Linked DNA regions of Zea mays: region 1 is linked to region 2. Evidence: chromatin contacts called from public Hi-C data. All regions are on one chromosome and are shown on one strand. The core of a region is the stretch at or near the end of the contact, and the rest is flanking DNA. Distances in the headings are between cores, read along the strand shown.

Region 1 (4,887 bases), core at 2,259-4,758, 280 kb before region 2:
CCTGTCGGCCTGCTCTCGTTCCCTTCCCACCCGCGGCTACCTGGCATTTCTTGCAACTGCAGTTTGTTATTACTGCCCATTCTGTCTCGTTCCCTCTAGTTGTTGTGTAGTGTAGGTTCACATTTCATGGGCCCCACAGGCCACAGGAGCACTCCCCAGCGTCTGGCCTTTCTTCTCCAGGCAAATGTTGCATGCATGATGCGTCAAGCCACGGGCAGGCAGGCACAGGCGCACAGCAGCAGAGCATGGCCGGGCACTAAAGCCAGTGCGTTCTGCGTTCCCCATATGGCATGATGGGGCAGTAATCAGGCACATGCATGAGACCCAGAAGCCTGTTGTTTTCGTTGCGTCCACTGTCCTCCAAGACTCCAGGTTACTATATGCCGCCGTGCTTTTTGGGCGTCGGAAAAATCTGAAGCCTCCAGCGGGGGGGGGGGGGGGTTTCCCCTAGTAGGATCTGTCCAAGTTATTGAGAAGAAGGATACGGTGGCGTACGTTTCTCTCTGCCGTTAGGGATAGATATATGCAAGGCAAACATATAGCATAGAATACAGCAGCAGCAATAGTGACAAAAGTGATGTGACAACTCTTGCCCGTCCGTACACACACGCTGCTGCCTTTTGCCATACGATTCTCCCGTGCGTACTGCAAGGAAACGCAACGCAACGCACGGCAGGTCTCTCGGATGGTCGTTGTGCGCCAGCCAAACTTTCAATGTGCACTTATTATGGCGAGATGCCCGCGCGCACAGGCAGCAGCAGCTAGCGCAGGCCATCATGGGATTCGGAGGATCCCCCTCCAGCCCAGCCGCCTCCTCCTTCCTGGTCGTGGGTCGTGCTCGTAGAACGTGTGGACATGTTTGGCGTCAAGAGCTAGCAGCTGATGATGGTTGGTGCGGGTACGAAACCATGGCCGTCGGTCATCCCGAGCGACAAAACAACAGGCGGGAAACGGGGGCTAGACTAGCTACTAGGGGCGTCGGGCGTCAGAAGGAACTAGAAAACCCGTCCGGGCCGGCGGCGTACGGACGGCTTTTTTGCACTGTGCGCGAGAGTGCGACGCACCATGCACGCCGCGGCGCGTGCCCGTCTCTGGCTGCGTGCGAGTGGATAGAGAGAGAGAGACAGACCAACGAGGAGGCCGCTCTCGAGTTCGCCTAGGACTAGGAGCACGTACGTACGGTACGGGAAAAAGGGAGGGGGAAAAGAGAGGAGGGCGGAGGCAGAGAGCAGCGGCTGCTTCGTGAAGCGCGACATCATAATAGGCTGTCGCGGGCAGAGCGAGCACGGCACGCCTCACTCACTCACCTCCAGCCTCCAGCCTCCAGTCCCGGCGGCAGCAGCCGCCTCCTCAAAAGAACCGATCCTTGCCGGGTCTCCGTCGACGACTAGTAGCTCCAGTTTGTGATCCAAATTCTGAAGAAGGCGGCCAAATTCGTTTTAGGGTTTCACCTCTATAAATATCTTTATAAGCCGCAGAAGATATCTATCTCAATTATAAATCTCTTGCGATCTGTAACCACTCGAAAATAGTCAGAAGTTGCCGGCCGGCGCCCGTGATTTTTTCCCCTTCATTTTGGAGGGGTTTTTCACGTTAAATCCGTGTCTTCTCTATGATTGATCTTATTTGTGTCGCATTTATTTATAACACATACTGGGCCGGGGGCCGTCATCATGAGCTACGGCTACGTGCTCGCATGCCACACACTGACGTTGTGTGCACTGCGCCTGTTCTGTTACGTTGAAAACCGATCTCGCAGCCCTACTGTGGGGGGTATATATAGTCTTTGACTTTATTTCGCTGCTACGTGTACCGGCTACTACGCCCATAGTATTTCGCTATATGCATACTAGTAGCTACCCAATTAATGCTATTGCTATATTGTGTGCTTCCCAAAGCTACATCCCTAATCTAAAACAGTGATGGAGGTGGAGGTAGACGGAGACGAGAGCCCGGTCCCACCCAAGGTCCGATTCATCCGCGACCGCGACACAGGTGAGGTCGAGCCTGCTGCCGTTGCCCGTTAGCGCATGCATTGTCTGCAGATAATGAAGCTAGGAAACCACTGACTACTACGCGCATGACTGAGCCTGACCTAGTGACCTGGCCGCCCTCGCCCCACGACGTACGCACTCCCGCACGGCTCACGGTCACGGCCATGCCATGCATGCATGCATGCCGTCAAAGTGGCCGGAAAACCACACGCCCCCCACACCGACGACGCCGGAAAACCACACGCCGCGCCTCGCTTTGCGACGTCTGTCTGCCTGCTGTCACGCGCGCACACGCGTCGTCGGGGCCACGGCGGCGGCACTCGCTTTCGTCGGGGGTCGCCGCGAGCGTGCCGTGCGCAAAAGAGATCTCTCGGCGCGCCTCGATCGCCTTAAAAGAAAGGCGGGGTAGCTTTATCAGAGGCAGAGGCGTGCATGCCGCCCGGTGTTTTCCTCTTGATCGGAGATGATTAAGGTCTTGACGCCCCTGGTTTTATGTCGACCGTGGCCTGATTAACTGAAAAGGCGTGCATGCCGGTGTTTTCCTCTTGTTCCATGGCCGTACCCCTTCGCGTCACGGCCGAGCTCTTTCTTCTGAATGAACCGAACCGAACCGAACACAGCGGGCTTAGCTGCTGGCGCAGATGCTTCCATTTCTGATTCATCTGTGGATCGAATCGAACGCGGAGGAACGACTGGAAAACTATCCTCGTCGTCAAAGGAGACACGAGTTCCAGACGGTTTGAAATTAAGACCCCACCCAAATCCGGCCCGCCGGCGCCCCTCGGGTTCAAACTGATCTACCAGCTGGTGTAATCTATTGCATTGCACCAGACAAAGGAGACGAGTGCACGGCTGGCTACTCCTCTGCGCATTCCATTCCATGTACTGTAGCGTGCGTGCAGCTGGAAAGACGGAGACCCGTACCGCGTAGCATACAATTACACACGGACTGCCGGCCGGCCACCCTGCACTTGCAGCAGGAAAGCAAGCTAGGTGTGGCGGGTGGCGCGCAGGGACGCAGGGTGGGTGCGTGCTTTCAGTTCCCCTCTTCATTCAAAGCGGGCGGAGAGTGCAACGAGCTACTACTACTAGAGAGCAAACAGGGCAAAGGCGAGCAGGAAAGCCTTCCATTCCATCAAAGGGTTCGCTGCTCCCTGCCTCCTCCTCCTCCTTCTTCTTGGCATCTTCCGTCAAAGGGTGAGGGCTCTTGCTCCTTTCTTTCTTTACCGATCGATCCTCCTAGTCCTCCACTTTCTGTTTCGCTGTTGCATCACTTCTCCGGCTTCAGAAGGTGGCTGGCCGGCCGACCGGCGTGGGTGCTCGAGAGGAGAGGAGGGTGGCATGCTGGGGGCCGCCTCCTGAGTCCAGCAGCACTGCCATTGGAGGGGGCCGATGGGAGGAGAGAGAGAGAGAGAGAGAAGGACACCTGCAAGCCCACTGAGGTCTGCTAGCTCATTGCCCTCCCTCGCCAAACAACCGTCTTTCTCCCCAGTCCCGGTCCCAACTCCCAAACCACGAGCGCGGGCGCGGGCAGAGGGACAGCCGCATGTGCACGCGACCGGCGCATGCACACACTTGCGTGGCCGCATCTGGCTCCGGCTCGTCTTCCCCGGGCGGGTGTGCCGGGTAGGGCACTACGTTCTTGGTGTTGGGGGGGCAGAGTGGCTCTCCATTGCTCGGGAGCTGGGGTGGGTCTCACACTGTTCTGCTCTTTCTCGGCTCATGCCTGAATGCTGCCCTCCGCTTTGCCTTTGTTCTTGCGTGCCCTGCTTGTTGTCTACTAGCCTGTTTTGTTGCCTTCCCTCTGGTTTGCTATAAACCCTCGATGCCATGCCATGCGATGCCGCCGCCCACATGCCCTCATGGCTCTCACGTTGTGACGCGCTTGCGCAGCCTGCCCATGCCCGTCGTTGATGGTTTCTGATTCGTTTATTATTATTATTGTTGTTCACTCGCCTCCTCTGGCGTGTGGCCTCTCCCCTCCCCTCCCCTCCCCAGTCCCCACGTAGTACTAGTATACTGTATTAGAGACAGCGTGCGCCACTCTTTCCCTCGTCGTTCTCACCGGCCTCGCCTCGGCGGCAACAAAACTGCGAGAGATCTTGGCGTGCTGGCGATAAGATTCGCCCGCACGAGCGCACAAACCAGAGTGAGCAAGTGGTTCTTGGTCTCTCCGTTGCCTCCTCCCCGTATCGCATTTAAAACAGATGGTCGGTGTCTCCTGCCTGCCTCAACTTGCTCACAGTGCCGTGCCACTAACGTTTGTTTTTTTTTTTTTTTTTTTTTTTTTGCCGTTGCTGCCGCAGAGACCGTTGAGAGATCATACTCGGGGAACGGTACGCTGTGGCGAGGAATGTGGACTACTACTAGTTGCTTAATAATATGACAACGCATTGGACGCAAGATCCCCTCTGAATCTTGGCAGTATTTTTTTCTTATGAGAAGAGGGAGTGAAGAGAGCTGGACTGGAGGGTGCAAGGAACTATTATACCTATTATACTAATCTTTTTCCCAGATCAACAAGGACACGCAATTAAACAAGCAGCAGCAGGGGGAGGTGGGGGTGTGTCAGCTTTGTGCTTTGTGGGTGTCCCTCCTCTGGCTCACTGCCCCCCTCTCTCTCACTCCATATTGTTTACTTCTCCTGAGGTACTTGTGCTCCTGCTCTCCCCTCCTGGCCTCACTGCCTACGATAGCAGCAGCGGCACCGGCCGCATAAGTAGGTTGGGGGGGAGGGCTGGAGTGCGCTTCAAGCACGAGAGCGCTGTTGCTGCGTCTGAACCGATCCCATTATTTGTTTGGTTTCGTTGTACGAGCGATCTCTCTCCTGGCCGGGCTCCGGCACGTTGTAATATTCGGTCTTCTCGGCGCAGCAGCAACTTGTTCTTGTGCA
Region 2 (4,761 bases), core at 873-3,372:
AGCATCGAGAGGAAGCTCACGGACATGGAGTTCCTCTCCTTGGGCAGCAGAGTCACGATGGTCTCAAGCACCACACGCTTCTCGTGTTCCTGCCTCGGCTCCATCTTTTGCTTCTCCCTTCCGTGTGTGTCCTGCAACACAAGCTCAGCAAATTATCAGCTGGTGTAGGTAAGAACTGTGGTGATCATGTACCAAATGAGATCTTCCTGTACTTGTAGACAGATGCAGATGCACATTGCACGGTTGAGCTCACCAGCGTTCGCAGCGACTTCTGCGCATAGAGCATGATGAGCGTGCCCAGAGCAATGCCCTTGAACCCCCTCGCCTTCATGGCAATTACGACTCTCTGGAACGTGTCAATCCGCAGCGACGTGAGCTCGTCAGCCAACCAATCATCGATGATGACCTTGGACGACGACACGTCCATGCCGTTACCGTTGGACATGCTGAACTGACTGTCGTTGCAGGTGAAGTAGGCGATGGCGTCGACGCACCTGCCGACGAGGTCCACCTCCTCGGACACCGGGAGGAGGTCCTCCGACCTCCGGAGCACGGTGACCGCGCCCGCGAGGCTCATCAGCGCCACGGCCTCCAGGTAGGCCTCGGTCCTGCCGGCCAGGTTCCCGCCCCTGCTGTCGTCGTCGGTCATCTGCAGGTGCTCGGCGGCGCACCGCAGCATGGCGACGTTGTCCTCCGTGAGCTCGAAGTTCTCGCCGTAGCAGAATTTGGTGACGAGCTCGAACGCCGCGGCGCCGCCCGGCAAGCCCGTGATGTCGATGTGGGTGACCCTGGAGCCATTGATCCCCGACACCTGCTCCCTTATGTAGCCGCACCTCGATGCCAACGGGAGCTGCACGCAGCAGCGTTCGCACCGCCAGTCAGAACCCAAGCTTTCTATACGATCCAAGAACACGCATGGAATGGAACTATGATACGGAAGCGCTGTGACGTGATTCATATATAGGAGGAGTATAGTATTTACCTTGTGCAAGTTGAAGGTCGCCTCCCCAACCTGGATGGTAATATCGCTTGGGAACTCTAGTGAAAGAATCCTGCAACAATCAAGCGAAGCAAAAGAGCCAGCCTCAAACTCCGCAAAACTTCATTTGCAGGGTTTGGCTAGAGCGAGCGGTTCAGCGGGTAAAAGACGTGAAGATCTGAAAGCACAGGTCACGTGTTGCTAGCTTAATGACGATAGCTGTTTGTTTTCAGTTCAAAATCGGACTGAACAAGCTATCAGCGCCGGTTACGGACACGAACTCATCGAATCAAATGCGAAACAGCAGCAGCAACATGCCAATTAATGAAAAGTAGAGCAAGGAGACGCAGCAGGGATGGTAGGAGAAGCTAGGAACGTATATACCACTCGCTGATTCTCCTCATCGCCGGCGTGTCGAGCCGGCGCTCCTCCATCTGGCGGCCCTCACAAAAGTCACCGAGCTCCTGTTCACCCCTCCCACACCACCCCTTCCCCCTGTGTCATCCCCCGGGCGACTTCGACGTCAGAGGAGATCGCGGCAGCGCGGAGCGAGTGACGCAGGTGCGCCAGCCTCTGGATCGCGCTCGCGCTCGCGCGGGAGCTGCCTGCCACACTGGCCTCGGCGGGCGGAACGGAAGCCAGGCCACACAATGGCGCCATCGCACGCCTGCCGTGGATGATGGATAAAACGAAGCGGGAGCCCCACCAATCTGGGGGGATTGTTCCTTTGGCGCGTAGCTGGAAAACACCTTGCCTCCAATTATCTGCCGTCGTTTTCCGTGGACTTCTCTTGCGTGGGGGTACTGAACCGTGCGTCACTTCGCTTCGTACGCTGGGTATGCCTGCACGCTCAGTATACATGCCAGATACAGATACGTGCAGCTCAGGTTTGGACTTTTCTTTTTGAGAAAGCTTGGGCTTGGACAACTTTTCCCTACAAGGATGATCTCGGTTCACGGCCCATTCAGTACAGGCCTAAGGCCCAGCGAAGCAGATCGGCCAAGATCTTGCGGGACTTGCCGGTTGCCGTCCCCGGTCCCCTTGAAGCTCCAACAGCCGGCCATGACTGGACTGGTCGACGTCGACGAAACTCCCAAACAAATACGCGTGCGACCACTGAAATTTCCAATCCAGCGCGGGCACCCGTCGCCGTCACCGTACGCTGGTCATGGGCTCTTGGCATCCGTCGTCCGTCCCACGCCACGCCACGCCACAGTGCCTCCTCGCAGCTTCATCCACTCGTCTCCCCTCCCCACACCAAAAAAACAAGCAAGGGTCAGCAGATAGCCGCATTAAAAGGAGGGAGGTCACGTAAACTTAATCCAATCCACCAAACCCCAAATCTCTGTCTCGCGCTGGCGCAGCGCAGGGCACCGCCACGCGCGCCTCATCCGGTACCGGCATGACGAGCGCCTCCGAGCTCTTCACCGCGCGCCGTGCCGCCCGTGGGGCCCGCCTCTCCGACCTCGACCTGGATCCGCACGCCGACGCGCTCCGGGACCAGCACGGACTTGGCGCCCGGCACCGGCGCCGCGGGTGCCGCCCGCGACGCCAGCTCGACGCCGCCGGGGACGTGCGGCAGCACCTGCACACCGGGGCCCCGCCACCGCGTCGCCGCGGGTCGTACACCGTGAGGATCCCTCGCCCCAGTCTCTCTCCCGATTGATTATTGTCGTATCCGTTGTGTTGTGGCTGGATCGGAGAATCTCCGGCGTTGGCTTATAGAATTCGTGGACGCTATTAGGATTCGGCTCCCGCGAAATTCAATGATGACCGGAAATGCCGATTTTAATATCATAATTACATAGCTCGGGAAATGGGTATCAATAGGGATTACGCACTTGCACTTGTTAGTGTGGAACTTTTGTTTTTGATAACATACTTGGGTTAAACTTCAACGATCTGATTGGTGAAATTGTACCGGATTGTAATCCTATCTGAGATTCTGAACCAAGCTTCTTTATCCTTCGAATTCTACTAGAAATAATTGATTCGTCATCCATGTAATTTGGTATTTGGGTTGTTGGCTATGTGTAGTTGTAACTTAAAACCATAAACAAACTGGTGCACACATTTGCCCTAGTGTTGTCTATAACCATATAGTCTATACCAAGTACCAACCCAGCTTCATTTCAGGAGTCCTGCCATGGGCTACCATTTTCATCCTCATTGTTTGTGATGTGCCATCAGATGAAATTATTTCTCTGTTTTGCTGTCTGCAGGATCAGATCTTATCGTACATAGACAACAACAACCTTGGGGTTGGGGATTCTGCAGCTCGGAGGAACAGACTTGATAGGCTGATGTTCAGGACAAATGAGCGGCTTCCTGGTGCTGTACTGCAAGCACAAGCGCGTGTCCTGGAGAGACTCAGAGGCATTTCTCTTGGTTCATCTGTGTCCAGGCCATCCATCTCATTAGATGAATTTTCAGCTAGCGATGTATTCAGAATCATCGACTTCAGAAACAGGGAAGCACGGCATGAAGAAAATCGGCACCACTCATCGTCGTTCCACCCAAGCAGTGAATCAGATGAAGAAAGACCAACCGTCGGTTCCACTCACTCCAACCGGTCAACCGGACTTACCAAGGCAGCTTTCCTGCGTCTGCAGGTCGAGATTTTTGAGGCTAGCAAAGATGATAGCAGAGAGGCATCGCCTGAATGTTCTATTTGCCTTGATGGATTTTACGATGGAGATGAGCTGATAAGGTTGCGCTGTGGGCACAGGTTCCACTCGACATGCTTGGAGCCATGGGCGCGGAAATGTGCAGACTGCCCATACTGTCGAACGAACATACGGTCACGATCCTGACGACAAACCCTTAGTTCAGAGTAAGCTTATAACCACCATGGAGTTTCACTGTTGTAAAATTCGCTGTTGTGGGCATGCCAGTTAATCCGGTGCTCCTATGGCGACATGTAATTTCTAATATCCTGAATATTTTGTGTTGTGTCACTCAGAGAGGTTTATGGTGTTGTGTGCGAGTGGAGGCTAGTAGCAGTATAGCTTAGAAAGCACCCTTTTGTGTGTATGTAGCGAGGGATCACGCAAATGATCCTGTACTACTAATGATAATGTTCTGATGTCTGAATTTCAGTTGTTACTGCATGCTTCTTGTTATGTAGGGCGAGGAACATGACTTCGCTATGATGCGGTTAAAAATGCTCTGCAAAATACTAGGCTGAAGGAGTCAATGTCAGTGTCACCAGCTTTTACATTTCTCTCTCTGAGCTGATTTCTTCCAAAAGCATCATCATTATTATTATTTTTTTCGAAAAACACTCTGAACTTATTTCTTATCCCTTTTTACATGAGATATGGAATTTGAAGCATTCAGTCGAGATCGATCTGTCCAACGCTACTACGCTAGCAGTTGGTCTGTTCTCGTCAACAAGCCGTCGCCTTGCCAATCGCTGTCGCTTCACCATGACAACATCGGCACATGGCGACGTGTCGGAGGGTTTGAGAGGCTCCAGCCCATTGTTCCGCGGCCTGAGCTTGATCTTGCTCGAGAGTCGTGAACCCTCGGGAGCTCAACATTTGCCGATCGCAAGGGGGTCAAGCAATGGGGTACGGTGGCTCCTACGGTCCTATCCTACCGGTGCTAGGGGAGAGCTTTGGTCCCGTGCTCCGCGGCTCCGCCAGCTGACGAGTGAGCTTCCTTTTGTTCGAGGCCATGCAGAAGCTGCCAGTTATTTATGCTACAGAAGCCGAATCATGATTTCTCATAAACACGAATCTGTAAGAGGACTCGACCAAAAATGGTTTCCTTCGGACTTC

What was found. A called contact is a pair of places that touch in the nucleus more often than the background predicts.
Region 1: a Hi-C map of leaf shows a contact between it and region 2, with 7 times the contacts expected there. The contact joins the promoter of LOC100285179 here to the promoter of LOC100274167 in region 2. A contact is called at or near these places in 4 of 25 Hi-C or Micro-C datasets (ear, endosperm, leaf and 1 more).

Annotation. Positions count from the first base shown.
Region 1 is chr1:21,908,425-21,913,311 of Zm-B73-REFERENCE-NAM-5.0, reverse strand. It overlaps LOC100285179, which reads left to right and starts at 3,508. Exons shown (of 4, transcript NM_001195985.1): 1 at 3,508-3,620. The coding sequence starts at 3,541.
Region 2 is chr1:21,624,674-21,629,434 of Zm-B73-REFERENCE-NAM-5.0, reverse strand. LOC100274167 (putative RING zinc finger domain superfamily protein) reads left to right here and starts at 2,122. Exons shown (of 2, transcript NM_001148542.1): 1 at 2,122-2,609; 2 at 3,202-4,083. The coding sequence starts at 2,382. The coding sequence ends at 3,792. LOC100285938 reads right to left here and starts at 2,158. Exons shown (of 5, transcript NM_001158827.2): 1 at 1,364-2,158; 2 at 983-1,052; 3 at 254-850; 4 at 1-131. The coding sequence starts at 1,413.